Regions from separate parts of the Ovis aries genome. Here region 1 is linked to region 2. The links are chromatin contacts, called in public Hi-C maps. All regions are on one chromosome and are shown on one strand. The core of a region is the stretch at or near the end of the contact, and the rest is flanking DNA. Distances in the headings are between cores, read along the strand shown.

What was found. Hi-C and Micro-C count contacts between places; a contact is called where the count stands out from the background.
Region 1: a Hi-C map of tail adipose tissue shows a contact between it and region 2, with 2.9 times the contacts expected there. The contact joins the enhancer-like site here to the promoter of MARCHF6 in region 2. A contact is called at or near these places in 8 of 16 Hi-C or Micro-C datasets (blood, liver, muscle and 3 more).

What each region holds. Positions count from the first base shown.
Region 1 is chr16:63,065,089-63,071,447 of ARS-UI_Ramb_v3.0, forward strand. CMBL (carboxymethylenebutenolidase homolog) reads left to right here. Exons shown (of 6, transcript XM_004017085.5): 4 at 1,669-1,811; 5 at 4,731-4,822; 6 at 5,693-6,359. The coding sequence ends at 5,872. Among named protein-coding and RNA genes, the nearest start is that of CMBL, 21 kb to the left of the region's middle. Within about 2 kb of position 1,358, at least 5 of the 54 cell types and tissues checked have an H3K27ac peak or open chromatin away from gene starts, as enhancers often do. A contact at or near this core is called in liver and tail adipose tissue, where this site is marked.
Region 2 is chr16:62,994,483-63,000,410 of ARS-UI_Ramb_v3.0, forward strand. It overlaps MARCHF6 (membrane associated ring-CH-type finger 6), which reads right to left and starts at 4,288. Exons shown (of 24, transcript XM_060400570.1): 1 at 4,263-4,288. The coding sequence starts at 4,281.

The DNA.
Region 1 (6,359 bases), core at 108-2,607, 68 kb after region 2:
GCACTAATTTGGAAAGTAGACCGAAGTCCTCGTGCCTGGTCAAGTCTTTTGTGTGAAAGAAAAGCCATCTTGAACTTACTGCTTAAGCAGTCGTGGGATTTGTTGGCTGACAACTGAAAAGAGGTAGTTTCTGGCTCTGAGCAGAGGTTGATCCGTAGCTCAGAAGGTATCCCCAGGATTCAACCTCCACACCCTTGTCTGATGCTGGCTCCATTCTCGGGCAGCGTTTGCCTCTGGATGACAAGATGGCTGCAGCAGCTCCAGCCTCCTGTTGACTCTTTTCCTAGCAACCCAGCAAAATTCCCATTTTGTCCTGATGGTTATGATTGGGTCACAGGTCCATCCTTGAACCATTTATTGTGGCCAGAGATCACTTATACTCTGACTGGCCAGGCCTGAGTCACATATTACACTCCTGGAACCAAGGCCCCCAAGGTATATGGACCAAGCATGGGGAAGAGAGATTTGTCTAAAGCTAAATCCTGGTATTCCTGGGAAAGTGGGGAATATTCGCAGCAGCAAAAGCAAAAATAGGGTCACTCGAGTCGGTTAAAGAATTTTTACAGAAATGCCCTCTTCCTTCTTGTCCCCTCCAATTAAGGCACTTATTCTTCAGATCAGAGCATTTGAGAAAACCCAAAATGACACAAACAGTGGCTTATTCCATTTCATTTTGCAGAATTACTCAGTTACTGCCCTTCTAACATTGTGAAAACTACTTGCACCCAGAATGGTATGATACAAACGTTTAAGTATGTTCCAAGATATCTTATGATTAAAGGAGAAAAAAAGTGCAAGAGAATTGTTTTCTCTCTCCCGTTCTCTTTTTTATCCTTAATTGCAAACAGACAGCATTTCTTTCTTATCAGAACAAGCAGAACTTTCTGGGCAGGGCTTGCAGCCCTACCTCCATTTTGGCATCTTGCGTCTAAAAAAAAAAAAAGTTGTATGAGTTCCAAATGACCAGTTTGCAAAAGAGCCATTTGTGAGAGGAGGGCCGCTGTCCCGGGTCCCCTCGGGCTTGCCTTGTCTTTGTGGCTTTCCCAACACCGCTGGGCTCCTGGGCACCAGAGGAAAGAGGTGAGGCAGAGTTAGAGTGCTGGGCAGGGAGCACGAAGGTGCCCGGTCAGACAGGGCTGGGGGGCTGCCTCCTGGTTGCGGCTGGGCCCTCCTGGGGAGGAGAGAGAGGAGCTGGAGGTGCTTTCTGGGGCAGGACTTGCATCAGGCCCTCGAGCTGAGCTGCAGTCATTGGCTTTGATTCCAAGGCTGTGGGAGACTGTTGCTCAAACTCGTCCTGTTTGTGCCGCCCTGTCGGGCGGTTGGAAGAGGCTGGGCTTGGCAGGGAGACTTCCCGGGGGATAGGGCACTGGTTACTCATCAGCTGGGCAGGAGGGCAGGGCTCTGAAGGTACGAATCTCAGACCTTCCCAGAACAGCTGCTGACAAAGCCCTGTAACCATTGGCACTTGCTGCCCGGCTCGCTTTCAAGGGGCCACACGATACCTTTTTTTTTTTGGCGGGGAGGGGTGGGGGGTCGTGCTGTGCAACTTGCTGGATCTTAGTTCCCTGACCGGGGATTGAACCTGGGCCCTGGCAGTGGAGGTGCTGAGTCGTAACCACTGAACCACCCAGTTATTCCCCTTGAATGACTTTCCTTTCTGTTTCTTAGAGAGTTCGATGCAGTCTTGAAGTATCTGAAGCAACAGTGTCAGGCCAAGAGAATCGGCGTCGTGGGATTCTGCTGGGGTGGAATTGCTGTTCATCATCTGATGTTGAAATACCCAGAACTCAGGGCAGGGGTGTCCGTCTATGGTAAATCTGCCTTGTGTGTTTTTACACAGTGAAAGCCGGAGTGGGTGTTGAGGGACAATGGCCGCAAGCCGCTTCCCCAGCTGAGGGTCTCGAATGTAACACAAAACCCAATTGTGTAGAGATGTTGTGCTGATCTTCAGGAAACGGTTTTAAGAATCTGAAGCTAGAGGTGGATGTTCTAGCTGACCAGAGGAAACGAGGGCCCGGCAGCGTGCCTTTGGGAAAACCCCCTAGCCCACGGGCTCAATTTTTCACCTAGGATGGAGGGGAGAATGTTTATTTCCACGATAAGGTTAATATCAAACAATATTGTTAGCCACAGCTTTGAAAAGATTTTTTTTCTAAGATATGAATTCTCAACTACTCATACATGTGTGCCCTCCTGCACACACACACACACACACACACACACACACACAGAGGTTTCCCAGGTGGCACTAGTGGTAAAGAATCCGCCTGCCAGTGCAGGAGATGGTTTGACCCCTGGCTTGGGAAGATCCCCTAGAGGAGGGAATGGCAGCCTGCTCCAGTATTCCTGCCTGGAGAGTCCCCATGGACAGAGGAGTCTGGCGGACTCTTTAGTCCACGGTGTCGCAAACAGCTGGACACGGCTGAGCAGCTGAACACCCGCACATGAAGAAAGGGGAAACCCACCCTAAAATGTAAATAGCAACATAAACATTTCATCCAGACAGACCAAAGGTATCACAGCAGTGACATAAGAACGTTGTTATCTGTGTCAGTCAGTTCAGTCTCAGTCCTGACTCTTTGTGACCCCATGAACCACAGCATGCCAGGCCTCGCTGTCCATCACCACCTCCCGGAGTCCACCCAAACCCATGTCCATCGAGTCGGTGATGCCATCCAACCATCTCATCCTCTGTCATCCCCTTCTCCTCCTGCCCTCAATCTTTCCCAGCATCAGGGTCTTTTCACATGAGCCAGCTGTTCGCATCAGGTGGCCAAAGTATTGGAGTTTCAGCTTCAACATCTATGTACAGAAACATTAAGTTAGGATGTGAAACGTTTGATTTTGGCTTTTTTTCATAGTCGAATATTCCATAGTTATGCTAGAGATTCTTATTTAGCTTAATGGTTCCTTACTGTGGTATTTTCACTTACTTTCGGCATTTAAAAAGCCCTTTACCTGTTAATTTACACTAAAGTGTTAGTAAAGTTGCTGCTGTGCGCAATGGGGCTGGTCACCCAGGCGCTCCGGTGTGGACTGCTCGCCGACGCCCCCTCGTGGTCGCTGCTGAGAAGTGCCGACTGCGGAGCCTAGCTGGTCTTAGAGCCCTGGGGTCTCAAACGGCGGTCCAGCCACCCAACCTGGCCTTAACAAGATAGTGCAGAAAGCATGGCCCTCTTTCCCATGGCTCTTCTAGAGAAGAATTGCAGCTAAAGGGAGGCTCTCCGGGTTACCTAACTTTGCTACAGAAAATGGGGAAATTTTATCTCCTCCCTCCCTAATCAGGATTCCCCATGACCACCCTTGAGTCAGGCTTCTCTGTGAGTCCTGTTTGCCTAGGTCCCGACCTTGGGCTCTGTCCTTGGCAAGAGTCCTCCACCCTCGATACGTGATCAAACTCCTCATGTCCACCCTCGATGTCTTGTCACCCTGGCCTGCCTCCAGCAAGGAGAAAGTGTTAGTTGCTCAGTCCTGTCCGACTCTTTGTGACCCCAAGGACTCTCCGTGGATTGTACCTCTGTCCATGGGATTCTCCAGGCCAGAATACTGGAGTGGGTAGCCTTTCCCTTCTCCACGGGATGTTCCCGAGCCAGGGATCGGACCCGGGTCTCCGGCACTGTAGGCAGATTCTTTACTGTCTATGCCACCAGAGAAGCCCTGTCTCCAGGGAAGGCTTTGTCAAATGCTATCTGGCCAGCATCCCCTTTCCGCTTGGTCCCTTTGTGACTTTCCATCCACCAGTCCTCACTCTGCTTTATTGTCAGTAAATCCTTCTTGTCCTTACAGTGTGGTTGAGCCTGGTCTCCCTCCGCCGCTGCAAATTCTCATTGAATAAAACATCCATATCGTGTTTAATAGGTGCCAAAATAATCTTTTCTTAAAGCTCCTCTTGAGCTTCCCTGATAGCTCAGCTGATAAAGAATCCACCTGCAATGTGTGAGGCCCTGGTTTGATCCCTGGGTCAGGAAGAGCCCCTGAAGAAGAGAAAGGCTACCTACTCCAGTATTCCGGCCTGGAGAATTCCATGGACTGTATAGTTCATAGGGTTGCAAAGTCGGACATGACTGAGTGACTTTCACTTAGAACTTCTTATTTCAAAATATCAATGGATGGCAAAACTTTTACAGATTTTCCTATAGGACTGAGCACACCCACAGTTGTCTGAATCCATGAGGATTTTGACTAAATGATCTCTAAATTTCTAAAGGCACCTTTAGAAGGATAAAAGCCAATTATTGTAAGTGACCTGCTAGGACCCTGCGCTGTCCCCGGGGACTTCATACGCTTGGTCTTATTTGAGCACAAATACCCCGTTGAACACTGAAGTCAGAACCTCGGGGCTTGAGTAGACTGTGAGAAACTTCCAGAACAGCCCTGGCCAGATGGTCCAGGTTAGAAAGTTATCAGTTCTTGGTAAATGAAGGCACAGCCCGGGAGGGAGCATTTTTCAGGCTGCTCAGCCGCATCTTTACCAGCCAGGCAGCCGGCAAGGTCTACAGTCATCATTTAATGGCCCGATTCCTGGTGAGTGAGGTGGAGAGAAGGGAGAGCTGACTCAGCAGCCTTCTCTTTGAGCCCAGTTGTATGGGCCAGGCCTCTTCCGTGGAACTGCTAAAAAAGAAGAGAGAGAAAACCCCCAAAGCACATGTCTTCCTTTGGAAAATCAAGCTCGCGTCATTTTCTGTGGCTCGCGTACGGGAATCACACCCTTGTGTCTGCCCCTTCTCCAGGCATCATCAAAGACGCTGAAGACGTGTACAGTCTGAAGAATCCCACGCTGTTCATCTTTGCTGAAAACGATGCTGTGATTCCTCTCGAGCAGGTAAGCTGGCATCTTGTTTAAGAGGATGACTTGACATTTCGGGGAAGATATCCCAAAGGATTTGTGTGTTGCTCCAGATAGTTTTCAACATTGAAATTTTAAAAGTGGGTTTTCTTTTGGGGGGTATTGTAGAGAGAGAGCGAGCTGGCATGGAGGCTCCTGGTAAGCAGGCCCTGCCTCCCTGTGCCCCGTGTGTAACCCACCAATTACCATAAGTTCTCTGTCCTTGAAGACATGGTTTTGTTAAATCCAGTATGTTGATAAGGAAAAGGCAGAAGGGAACTGTGGTTCAAAGCAGTTGTTTGGAAATTACTGTAGTTATTCATAACCCTTGTTGTTGTTCAGTCACCAAGTCGTGTCTCTTTGGGACCCCATGGACTGCAGCACGCCAGGCCTCCCTGTCCATCACCATCTCCTGGTCTTTGCCCAAGTTATATCTATTGAATTGGTGATGCCATCCAAATACAATACATCATATTACAACCAATGCATTATATTAATGTTGAATATACATTTCAAACAACTTATATTTGAATCTATTGAAGTACAGATTGAATCCACTGAATATTGAATCCACTGAATCTATTGTCAAATAGATTGAAGTATATTTTGAGTAATATGTGAATATATTAATATAACTTCAAAATAATGGATGTATCATTCTTATCAACATACCGCTCTGAATTCTGTCCTTTGCGAGAGGTTAGGATGGTGTCAGTTATAAAATTAAAAGTGAAAGCTTCATTCTAGCTCTGGCGCTTAAAGCACGGATGTTAAAGCTCTGTGATGAGCATTCAGGGAAGGAGTGGAGACTGGAACATATTGCTGGAGGGGTAATATCCTATCTTCATGACGTCTTTTTCCAACCAGGTCTCTTTGCTGACTCAGAAGCTGAAAGAGCACTGCAAAGTGGAATATCAAATTAAAACGTTTTCCGGGCAGACGCATGGCTTTGTGCATCGCAAGAGAGAAGACTGTTCGCCTGAAGACAAGCCGTACATTGACGAGGCGAGGAGGAACTTACTCGAGTGGCTGAACAAGTACGTGTAGCCACGGGCAAGGGCAAACTTTCTACAAGTAGCTCTCATTCGGAAATGTGCTTTGACATGTTTAGATCATTTTACTTTCACTTTACAGAAAATAAATCAAGGAGTCCTGAAATTCATCGTGTCATTTGAAACACAAATTCAGAAGGAAAAGTTAATGTATGAAATACTTTTATCTTTAACATATGCCCAAAATAAGATTTTTAACAACCAGGGCAATACCTGAAGAATTTGGGCGATAGAGTAATATCCTATTAGCAAAAAATCCTAGAGGTCCCCAAGGAACACGTGACTACTCAGGTATGGCCTTCTTGGCTTGAATTGAGCACAATCTCTAGAACAATTAAATTAGCGAAAGCATGAAATGTAAACTCAGGTAGAGCAAAAGCCCACCGTCATTGTACTTTAATCTCTGTCTTTACAGGAATGAATTTGTCATGATCATATACATATTGAGATTAAAGTAGGGTTCCATTGAACTAATTATATAA
Region 2 (5,928 bases), core at 3,038-5,537:
CTTAAAATGACCAGCTACATTAGCCCCTAACACAAGTCAGCCTGTCCTTTGAAGCTTTGAAGTCAAGCACTGACTTCCCTTCTCCAGCTATTAAAATCCTAGTTGGCATTTTCTGCCAATATAAGGCTGTTTCCTGGATATTGAAAATCTGCTTTTCAGTGTGACCTACCTTTAAGAATTATCTCAGCTAGATCTTCTAGATATCTGGCTATTTCACTTTGCACTTTGCCGTTAAAGAGAGAACTGCTTTCCTTAAAACTCATGAACCAAGCTCTGCTAGCTTTAAACATTTCCTCTGCAGCTTCCTCCATTCTCTCAGCCTTCAGAGAACTGAAGAGTGAGAGCCTTGCTCTGGGTCGGCTTTGGCTTCAGGGAGTGTGGGCCTGGTCTGATCTCTCCAGACCACTAAGACTCTATTAGCAATACAGCTGCTTCCCTTTCTTATCATCTGTATGTTCACTGCAGCAGCACTCTTTTCTTCAACAACTTTATCTTTGCCCTCACACCTTGGCTAGCTGGAGCAAGAGGCCTAGTTTTCGGCCTATCCTGGATTTCAACGTACTCTCCTCACTGAGCTTAATCATTTCTAACTTGTGATTTAAAGTGAGAGACAGGCAACTATTCTTTCACTTGAACACTTAAAAGAGATCATTACAGGGTTATTAAACGGCCTAATTTCAAGTGTCTTAGGGAATAGCGAGGCCCTGAGGAGAAAAGAAAGAAATGGCAACAGCAGTTGAGTGGGGCAGTCAGAAAACACACATTGATCAGTTAAGTTTGCTCTCTTTGTGGGCACAGTTCATGGTGTCCCAAAACAACTGTAATAGTAGTAAATCACATATCACTGTAACAAATACAGTAATAATGAGAAAGTTTGAAATACGGAAAGGAAAAAAAAAAGGAAATACGGAAAGAATTACTAAGATGTGACACAGAGACATACATGTGAGCAAATGTTTTTAGAAAAACAGCACCTACAGACTTGGTGCAGGGTTGCCACAAACCCTCAATTAAAAAAAAAAATCATTATCTACAGAGCTCAATAAAGTGAAACACAATAGAATCAAGGCATGCCTGTATTATGAGAATGATGATAAACCTGTTGGTTTTGCAAAAATAAGATTTAATATACTGAACACTTTAATACAGAACAAACAAAAATATGAAGCGTCAAAATCTGGCAAATAATCAATTTTGTAATGATTCAAGGTTTTTACTACAAATATGAAACATTCTGAGAATATACCATCATATATGGTACCATTAGGGGAAAGCAACAAGCATTTTTAAAAGAGATGGAAGAGTTAACACTATTTGCTGGTTGGTATTTCAGTAACAATCTATTCATATTAACGTAATAAAAAAAACAGGTGAGTAAACAATGTCTTTGGTGTTATTAACAATGAGTGATAAAATTTAAAGATTTTTAAAAATTTTTATGTTCTTTATGTTTAGCCATATTTTCCAAGTCTCCTACAAAAAGAAAGTTTCTTTTATAATCAGATAAAAATCCAACTGCATTTTTTTAATTTAAGAAATAACCTGTAGTAACTCATTTAGCAAACAGAAGTTGCTTCCAAGCTTTTTGGTATCATCACTGTATCATTTTTTCATGAAATCTGTAATCCTCCCACTCCTTCCAGCCTTTTTTCAAGTTAAGTTTACATTAATTTGAAAATTTCAGAAGACTTCTAATTTGGAATTTTGCAAAATTAGGCATGAGAAGTATTAAAAGTCACTTTCATAACTAACAGTGTCATAAAACAAATGCAAAGTGACACTTTGCCAATCATGTAAATAATTCATCTTATAAACGGAGTGACAAAAATTCAGTTTTCTCAACACTGGATACAAGGTGAAGTGAAAGTTGCTCAGTTGTGTCCAACTCTTTGTGACTCCATGGACTACAGTCCGCCAGGCTCCTCTGTCCATGGAATTCTCCAGGCAAGAATACTGGAGTGGTTAGCAATTTCCTTCTCCAGGGGATCTTGCCCACTCAGGGATCACACCCAGCTCTCCTGCACTGCAGGCAGATTTTTTTACCACCTGAGCCACCAGGAAGACACAGCGTAGCCACTTATAAATATCTAATTTAAACATGAAGTCTGAACGTAATCACGAAGTCCAACAGGACTGAGTTTGAATCTTGCCTCTGACATCGGTCACCTGTTATGACGCTGGCGAAGTTACTTAATCATACTAACCCTCAGTCTCCTCATCTATGAAAAGAGAGTGCTACCTACCGGTAAGTGTTTGTGTGTAAAATGTGAGTTGTGTGTAAAATGTTTAGTGAAGGACATGCCATACATCAATCCTTCAGTAAATGTTAGTTATTTCAATAGAGAATAGTGTTCGAGTTAGTACATAAACATCATTTATACCTCATCCTGATTATAATTTTACAAAGAAAAAAAAAAAACACAGTGCACTAAGAAGCACACTGAAAATATGTCTTCCACAATTCCACACAGACTGAGATTCTGCAATTCCTGAATCACCACTATCATATGGTAAGTGTATGCAGGTACTAAGTGCATAAGCCCAAAGAATGAGAACTTAATAAAAGACGCCGGTATATATCAAGTGATAAATCAATAAACACATGTATTACTAGGTTCAGTCATTAAAATTTGAACCCAAAAGGATGTATGGATGTAGACCGAAATTTACACACTAGGACCACCTGTCCAAAAAAAGTCATTCTTAATTTCAGCAGTTTCACTTGACTGTTTCCAAAGGAGTCTCCTGTGGCAATGACCTTTCAGTCACAGTACATAATAGAAACATCCAAAACACAATGAAAGGAAAATTATTTGTAATTAGAATACCAAATTTTTCTTAATCGGGTGTGAAACCTGGACAAACTTTAACTAAAATAACTACCAATAACTTCCACATCTATAAAAGATAATAATACCTACCTACTCCACAGGGCTCTTAGTAAGATCAAATGTGAAGGCATGTAACTATGCTTTGTAAACTGTCAAGTATAACATGCAAATATCATTACGGCTGAGGTTCTTTTATTATCCAAGGAAAGACTTCTTTAAAAAAATGATACACTGATCCCCTCCACTCATTAAATATATGGACAATATCATATTTTCTACCACTAATTATTGCATACCAGAACAGTCCTCAACGATCTTCATCTAAAATCACCAAGAGTCACAATTTGAAAGGCTGAAAGACGCTTATCACATCCCCACATAAGACCTCAAGCATAAACGTATCTCCACTGATAATCGAAACAAGAAACAAATTAGTAAATTCATCTATACACTTACCCAATATTCGATAGACTCTAGGAAGATAAAATTGCTTAGAAACAACCTAACTACCTCCACTGAATAAAGCAAACGCATGTCAATAGCCACAGATGTTCAGTTGTGTCTTCACCTCTGTATTCTGCTTACGAGTCAGCTGGTGTCAAAGCACACGCACCCACCAGGCACGCGCACACACACACACGCGCACACACACACACGCGCACACACACACACACACTCTGCTTATCGGTGTCAGGGGCTGAGCACAAAATAAACTGCACCCAAACAAAAGGAGTCTCTTCAGAGCCTTCCTGCTTCGAATAACCTCGCTAGGCCTGCTCCTTCCTCGTCTGTAAACAAATTACCGGTGGGGGGCACGCGAGCAAGAGGGCGAGGGCCTCAAATAGGGGTCATTTGGCCGTCACCTGGCGAGGTGTTTTTCGCGAAGTTTCAGAGTCAACAAAGAAGTTTCATGGCGAAGGGGTCGGGCCGCTGGAACGGCCGGGCGAAGCAACGTTAAAAGACGGACAAAACCGAGTGTGGCAGGGTGGGGGGAAGAAGGACGTAGAAAACGCCCCCTCAGACTTCCAGCCGCGACGACGGCGCCGTCGCCCCCCGGGGCTGGCGGGACGGAGTGGGGGCGGTCGGGGAGCCACGCCGGCCACCGCAGCCCGACGCCCCCGGCCCACGACCGGCGCGGGCGCGCGGGGAACGGCTGGAGGCGCCGACGGGTCCCCCGCAGGCTCCCCGCCGCCCCTCGCGCCCCGCTGCTCCGCGGGGCAAACGGCCCGGGTGCCGGCCCCGCCACGGTCCCGCCCGCTCGCGACGCTGTCACCGCGAGCCCCTGACCCGAGCGGAGGCGCCCGCCGCCCACTCCGCCACCTCACGCGCCGCCCGGGCCCCGCCGCCCTCCTCGAGCGCCGCACGGAACCGGCACGGGCCCGACCGGAACGCGGGCGCCGCAAGCACAGGGCGCGGGCGCCGCCGACTTACCTTCCTCCGCGGTGTCCATCTTGTCTGGGGGGGCGGCGGTGACGCAGCCGCTAGGCTCCAGCGGCCGCGACCGGAGCCTTCCGGCCGGGGCGGGGAAGGGGGAGGGAAGGGGAGGAAGGAGGAGGGAGCGGAGCCGGGCCCGGGCAGGTGCGTGTGCTCAGGTGCGAGAGAGGAAGAGAGAGAGGGGGGAGAGGGAGAGGGAGAGAGGCTGACAGAAAGCGGGCGAGAGAGGGGAGGGGGAGGGGCGGGGAGAGCGGAGGGGCGAGGCCTGGGCGGGGCGTGCGGGCGGAAGGGGCGGGGCGCCTCCGCGACGTGTGTTGTCACTTCCGGCAGCGCCGCTGTGCGCATGCTCAGTGGGCGGCGGCCGTGGGGGCGTTGCGGGACGTTCCTTCCCCAGCCCCCAACTCCCTCCACAGGCCGTCGGGTGGCCACTGTCGTGGGCCGCGGGCCACCTGGGCTTTGTCCAGAGGGCTGCGCGGTCGGAGAGGCTGAAACCTTAGAAGGAGCTGAACTCTAATGACACCGAGGTGGGGACGGGGGGGCGGCGACAGAGAAAGCACGGAGCCAAGGGACGAGGGCAGCGGGAGCGAGCCCTGCACCCGCCGCAGCACCGCGGTGCACCACACAGGCGGGCCCCGGGGCTGAAGAGCTACCTGGGCGCCTGTGAAAAGACTAGTCCTGCGCCCGGCTCCACTCCCCTCTTCCTGCCCGAGACTCCGGTGTCGCGTGTCTGGAGTCGGTCCAGGAATAGGCACTTTTGTTCCGCACCTGTGGGCAGTTCTGATGCACGTTTTGAAGAAGTGCTAAAATCATTAGTATGAGAAAGGCAAGTCCTAACTTTAGCGAGATCCCTCCCCCAGGAGACTTCTTCATTTGACTGAAAGGACCGCTTCAATAAACTACTTAGGCTGGAGGCTGTAACATCCGCCTCTAAGGGAAATTGGTTCAAACTGTGAAGTGAGAATTTGTTATTAAGGGGGCTTCCATGGTGGGTCAGATGGTAAAGCGTCTGCCTGCAATTCGGGAGACATGGGTTTGATCCCTGAGTCGGGAATATCCCCAGCAGAAGGAAATGGCAACCCACTCCAATACTCTTGCCTGGAAAATTACATGGACAGAGGAGTCTGGTGGGCTACAGTCTATGGGGTCTCAAAGAGTCGGACACGACTGAGCGACTTCACTCACTTTGTTATTAAGTGTCACAGCCATCAGCGATTTATGGCCTCTAAATATGAATCCCAAACTGCAATCCACTGGATGTTGCTACCCCAACCCCGCCCTCGATTGCTCAGGAGCTGGGGGAAATGCAAGGTGAACAAGGAAACGGAGTTGACACCCCGCCCCCCATAGCTGAGGTGCGTGTGAAAGGAATGAGCTCAGTGCGACCAGAGGGTTGCATCTTCCCATACCTGGAATGCTAAATTCCTTAACCTGATAACCTAATCTTTGATCAGACAGCTGCTCCCTTGGTTGCAAACTTGTATATAGCCTGACTTTCCCACCTGCCTCCTTGGAGCAGTTTTCTCAAAGCTACTGAGATGCCTTCTCCCTGGCTCCGAGTCCTAAGCATTCCCACCAGGTAACTATTTTAAGGTTGTGATTACATCGTTTTAGTCGACAAGTTGTGCACAGGGCTTGATATATTGAGCTGTGGATGTTTACCTGG